Linked DNA regions of Sus scrofa: region 1 is linked to region 2. A link is a contact called in public Hi-C data. All regions are on one chromosome and are shown on one strand. Each heading gives the region's core, a stretch centred on a gene start, on an enhancer-like site or on the middle of the called end of the contact. The rest is flanking DNA. Distances are from core to core; before and after follow the strand shown. Region 1 has its middle 120 kb from the start of SH3BP4. Region 2 has its middle 110 kb from the start of SH3BP4.

What was found. Hi-C and Micro-C count contacts between places; a contact is called where the count stands out from the background.
Region 1: a contact with region 2 is called in a Hi-C map of omental adipose tissue, with 1.7 times the contacts expected there. The contact joins two enhancer-like sites. A contact is called at or near these places in 2 of 47 Hi-C or Micro-C datasets (embryonic fibroblasts and omental adipose tissue).

The regions. Positions count from the first base shown.
Region 1 is chr15:135,126,684-135,129,547 of Sscrofa11.1, forward strand. No RefSeq gene overlaps it. Among named protein-coding and RNA genes, the nearest start is that of SH3BP4, 120 kb to the left of the region's middle. Within about 2 kb of position 1,263, at least 12 of the 83 cell types and tissues checked have an H3K27ac peak or open chromatin away from gene starts, as enhancers often do. A contact at or near this core is called in omental adipose tissue, where this site is marked.
Region 2 is chr15:134,889,794-134,892,493 of Sscrofa11.1, forward strand. No RefSeq gene overlaps it. Among named protein-coding and RNA genes, the nearest start is that of SH3BP4, 110 kb to the right of the region's middle. Within about 2 kb of position 1,403, at least 3 of the 83 cell types and tissues checked have an H3K27ac peak or open chromatin away from gene starts, as enhancers often do. A contact at or near this core is called in omental adipose tissue, where this site is marked.

The sequences.
Region 1 (2,864 bases), core at 13-2,512, 240 kb after region 2:
GGCTCCTATTCCAGCCAATGAACTTGCAGCGTAAGAGAATGCACTACATTTTCTTTTTCAAAGAAAACATCTTTATATTTTCCAACCATCACATCTCAGAAAGATTTTCAACAAGAACTGAAACAAACATTTAGATTGGCTTTTATGTCACCTTAAAATTAAATTAACCATGGAGTTCCCTGGTGGCTCGGTGGGCTAAGGACCTGGTGTTGTCAGTGCTGCAGCTCAGGTTTAATTCCTGGTTTGGAAACTTCTGTATGCTGTGGGCATGGCCAAAAAAAAAAAAAAAAAAAAAAGAACCAGAGCATCAAATCCCTAAGCATTCTCAGAATCAGAGTTTTATTTATTTTATCATAAACCCAGACAATACCATAAAAATCATTCTCTTATGGATTTATGGTAGCTGCTCCCCACAAAGCCTCAAAACTTCCAAAATAATCCCTTCTCATTTAAAAGAATTCTAGCTGGAGATAGTTTATGGTAGAACAACCGTTTACCATGAGGCCACTTTTCTTTGATAGAGAAATACTGTTTCTTCTTGGAGACAAACACAAACTGAAGCCATGGCTGTGGTTTATAACCTGTGTTATTCTCGGGGGTGGTTGGGCTGTGACTGTGAGACCAGAGCCAGGACTTTGCATCAAAGCAGAGCCTCTGAAGCCGGGACAGGAGAGCAGACTTTCTCTTTCCTTCTCTTGCATCAAAACCTCTCCGAGGAGGATTTCCCCTCCTGGAAAAGCATTTATGGAACCAAGTCACAAACCCGGCTCAGGCTGAATAAATACATAGGTCGCCCCGGCAGCTGCTTCCTAGATGTGGGATTTGTTGATTTAATCCCTCCGTTCTGCCTCCTGGTGATTCTTCATTAATTAAGCGCTGGAGAAACAAAAAGAACTTTGTATTCCTTAATCATGGATGGTCCAAAACATCAAAGCCAACAAAGACGTTTTCAGAAGCTCTTTGATGTTTTCCGTCTTCTTCCCCTCGGGGCCTCCTCCAGGGAAGGAGACTAGAGGTCACCCGGGGAGGAGGGGCCAGGAGGACCGAGTCAGGGGCGTAAAGGGGTCCGTGGCTCTGGCAAGGCGATCGGGGCAGAAGCTGGTGCTTGTAAATAAAAGGGCTGAGCAGCCCCGCCAGCGGGCTGTGCGGGGGGCCGGCAGTCAGGGATGTGGCTGATATCAGACGCTATCACATTCCGAACATACCCTTTCTGCGGGGCAGGCGATGCCGCCAGGCTCAAAGAGGGGTCTGCGGCGCCTCCTGGGGTATGCGTGTGGAAATCACGGTGCACGAGCTAGAGGTCGACTTGGAGGTGCTCACAGCTGGTGCGGGGATGGTTTTCTCCGAAACCACGTGGGCACTGAACTAAAAAGAGTCCTGATGAAACGCCCCAGACCGGAGCGCACATCCGGGGTTGGGCTGCCACAGGATTTTCAGGGGCGCCCAAGATTCCAGCCCCTGGAGCAGGCCCCACGAGGAGTCCTGTGGCCTCAACAGGATACACAGCCTAAACGTTGAGAATTGTGTTTTGACAGACAAAACTGAAGACAGAAGCCCGGGGCGGGGCCCCTCTGCAGGCTCAAAGGGGCTGCCGCGAAGAGGCAAGGGAAGGGCCAGGAGATACGGGAGTTTTGGCAACAGACTGGGTAGCTGGAATATCAAAATCACTGCTAATTAACGCACACCAGACAGCCCACATTAAGGAATCTGGGGTTTGGGGAAGACGCAAGAGTCTGGGCCCACGGAACCCACTCCTTTGCTGTGCACCCCTGCTCCGAGGGGCCGGTGTCCTGTGCTTCGTCATCCTGCGTCTCCAGGGTGCGCTGTGTACTGGGGGGGGTGGTGGCTCTAGTGGCTGATGGCTCTATGGCATCTGATCTCTATCCCAGGATCTCTCAGGGCTCCCCGTCAGGGCTCAGGGCAGCTGTCATGTGATGGCTTGATGGCCGTGACATCCCTTGTCGACTCATAGGACAGTGACTTTTTTTCATTGATCCTTCCTCCTGGTGAGTGTGGGAGGACAGAGAAGAGGACGAATGTTTGGCTAATTCCAGGACGAGGTGACCGTGTGACCTTCTCAACGATCCCACGCTTCCTCGAAGAAGCAAACAGCTGCGCCTGGAGCCACACAGCAAGGGGCCTGAGGGAGGTTCCAGGCGTTGACAGCCAGAGAGACGACCCGGACCTGGGGGCTTCAGGTCCCTGACGCTGGGCTCTGCCGAGAACCAGGTGAGCTTGGAAGAGGACCCTGAGGCTTTGCCAGCTCCTGGGGCCCCACCAGGAGCTCAGCCTGGTGAGACCTGGAGCAGAGAGCCCAGCCCATCCCCCGGCACAGAAACTACCAGCTTTGAGCTGCCACGTGGGTGCCAGCTTCTTACCCGACAGTAGAAAACAAATGTAGATGACATCTGAAAGCCAGCACCATCGATCTCAGTCAGAGGTTTTTTTTTTTTAAAGACTTGTATGCATTTATCATAGAACAGACGATTGCTGGTGTTAGAGTCAAAGCTTGAACAACCTCGATGCATCATATAAAACAAAGAACACTGTGTTGAGAGCTCAAACAAACCAACAAAAAACCTGGCTCCAGCCCTTTCTTTACTGGCTGGCTAACTTGGCTCAGTACTTGTATTACTACAGGTGCTCGTTTTAGGCCTTATTAACTGGGGAAAGATGGCAACTTGCTCCCTAAGTCTTATTTCCAGTTTTAAAACACTCTGTGCGTAATCCCCCAGCCTGTCTCTTTCACTTATAATAGTTAGTAATGCACATTCTCTCGCTGCTTAACCTCTGGCAGCAGTCAGGCTCCTTGGTGGATCTTAAAGTCCAAATTGCACGGCCTTGTCCGAGTTCCCAGCCTGCCT
Region 2 (2,700 bases), core at 153-2,652:
AGGAGGAATCTCCCAGGAGCTCTGGGGAAAATCTTCCAGGCTCCTCACAAGAGACAACCAGGATAATCAAAATGTGCGACTTTGGCCGTCAGAAGGAATGACCCCTGCTGCAACGGGGATGAGCCTGGAAACATTACGGTAGCAAAATAAGCCAGACAGGAGGGCTGCCCATTTTAGGATTCCATTTATAGAAAAGATACAGGAGAAGCAGACCTACAGAGACCATTAGTGGTCAGCGCGTCCTGGGGAGAAGGGAGGAGGTGGAATGACTGTGAAAGGTGCTGAGCTGTCATTTGAGGTGACGAAAACATTCTGGAATTAGATAAGAGGTGACGGTTGCACAGACTGTGAAGGGTTAAAATGGTGTCTTTTGTGTTATGTGCGTCTTATTGCAACTTGGAGCAGGAAGGGAATTAAGAAGCAGCAAGTGTTTTTCTGCTGTCCCTGGGATTGTGCAGGACGGGCCATGCCGGGGTGACTCCCGTGACCCTGGTCACAGGCTGGGCTCCAGCCCCGTGACAGAGGATGGCTGAGCACAGAGGCTCAGAGAGACAAGGACCTTGGCATTTATGCCAAGCCCATCACGCCCAGTTCTGGGGCATCCCAACCTCTGGGTTTCTTATTTCTAGACTTTTTTTTTTTTTTTAATGTGCCATGTAAAAACATCGCTACTTGGAATAATTATTCTCTCCTTCCAGACCCTACACAATTGCCTTCTCAATTCACTGCCCATCTTCGAAAACCCAGTTTGCCAAGAAAGCTTCCCTTGAATAACCGGAGGACAAGATACTTCTCTCCCACCCCCTTGAGAAAGTCTCTACCGGAAGAGCAGGACTAAAGAGCACATTTGATTTCTCCTCCATTCCAGATATGATTAAACTAATTTTGTTATGGAGAGACGGGGCAGGGGCTGGTCAGAAACACAGGAGCCGAACGCTGCGCGGCTGGCAAGGTTTAATTCCTTGCCTGTCTCCTGCAGCCTCAGGACTTTTCCGAGGCCCTTCGAGGGTATGAATACATCCTGCAGAAATCACGGTCCCCTCACCGCCCTCAGGGGCTCCATGTGGCTGGTTCGCTGCCCGGATGAGGCACGAACCCAGGAGACACCACTCCCAAAGCCAGGAGACCGCCGCCAAGAACGAATGCTGCTCTGCCTGCATCTCCGCAGCATCGCTCCCGCCATCCTTTTATTCAGCGCCCCCAAAGGAAATTAGTTTTATGGCATTTACATGTAGAAAGAGACATGAAGTTTGCCACTTGGGGTGAGAATCCTCAGCAAGGGAAAGAGAAAAGATCTGGTCCCTGGGGAAGGCACAGGAAATGATTCCAGGAGTAGGAGGGTCCAGAAGACCCACTGTGAGCAGGAAAGGAAAGGGAGCCTGGTCTGAGAGGAGATGATAAGAGGCCGGCAGAGCCTGGCTGGAGCGGATAAGGCTCCACCAGGGCCTCAGAGCAGATCGCTCCGCCCAGAAGGACCTAGAAATCAGCCACTGGGGGGCGGGGCTTACGAGTCGAGATTTCTCATGATTTTATTTTCTTCCTTTCATGTTTTTCTGACTGATCTGATGTTCTGCACAATGAACAAGTATTATTTTTCCAAATTAAAAAAAAAAACAGCTTAGTTTTTAACATGGTTGAACTTCACACTGTCTACGAGGCAATGCGAAAATAAGCTTTAAAGGGCGTTTGACTAAGAAGCGCAAGTTCTTTCATACCTTTTTGCATTTTTAACCTTTTTTTCAGCACTGAAGACCTTCTCGCTGTGGGTGTTTTTCTGGGATGTAGGACTTCTCAGGACAGGGATTCAGTCCCCCAGGCGGCTCTGCTCTGTTGAAGTGGCCGTAAAACATTTACTTTATCTGAACTGACAGTTTTCAGCCCATTGAACAAAATCAGGGAAACACATTTCAGAGTTTGATGTTTAAGTAAAACCATAAAGCTACTGGGGACAGAAGGAGGACGTTGCCCTTTCTTTTGCGCTCAAAGTACCTGAAATTGGAGGTGTTTCCTGTGATAAGAAATTCACAGCTGTTCTGGGTGGGAGACTCTTCTACAGACATTAGGAGCCCTCTTGGCTAATCCCAAAGCAGCAGAGGAGGACAAGGCTATGAAGCCCTACACACTGAGTGCTTTGCTTTGCCAGAGAATGCCTTTCTAAAGTTTACTGTAAACGAAAATGCCAGCCACACCCTGCTGTGAAAATCCCTCAAGCTTTGCCTCTGCTTTGCATAGGAAAGATAATATCCCTTTCCTTCTGCCAAGTATTTTAAGTTTCCTTTAACACTTGGACATGCACAGATTTTCATAGATGTCCAATGCCATCTCTATGAATAAAACACTTTTCATATTAAAAAAAAAAACTTAAAGGAAAAAAGGAGTTAGTAACAGAAGAAGAATAGTAATAAAGCCTAAATATAACATTCCCTCTTGGGCACCTCCCCCAGGATGACGTCGTGGGGGTGACTGGCATAATGCAGTCACCCACCTAGTCGCCCAACTGGATCCTTAATTAACTCCGTGTGTGTGTGTGTGTGTGTGTGTGTGTGTGTGTGTGTGTTTGCGCACGCGCAGTGTCAAAGCTGTTGATGTCAAATCTGAGAATCTTGCTGATTCTTACCACGTGCTGTGTCTTCATGGATTCAGTTTCTGAAGCAGGAAGGGGGGGGTCCATGGCCCCACCCCAAGCATCTCTGAGGGAGC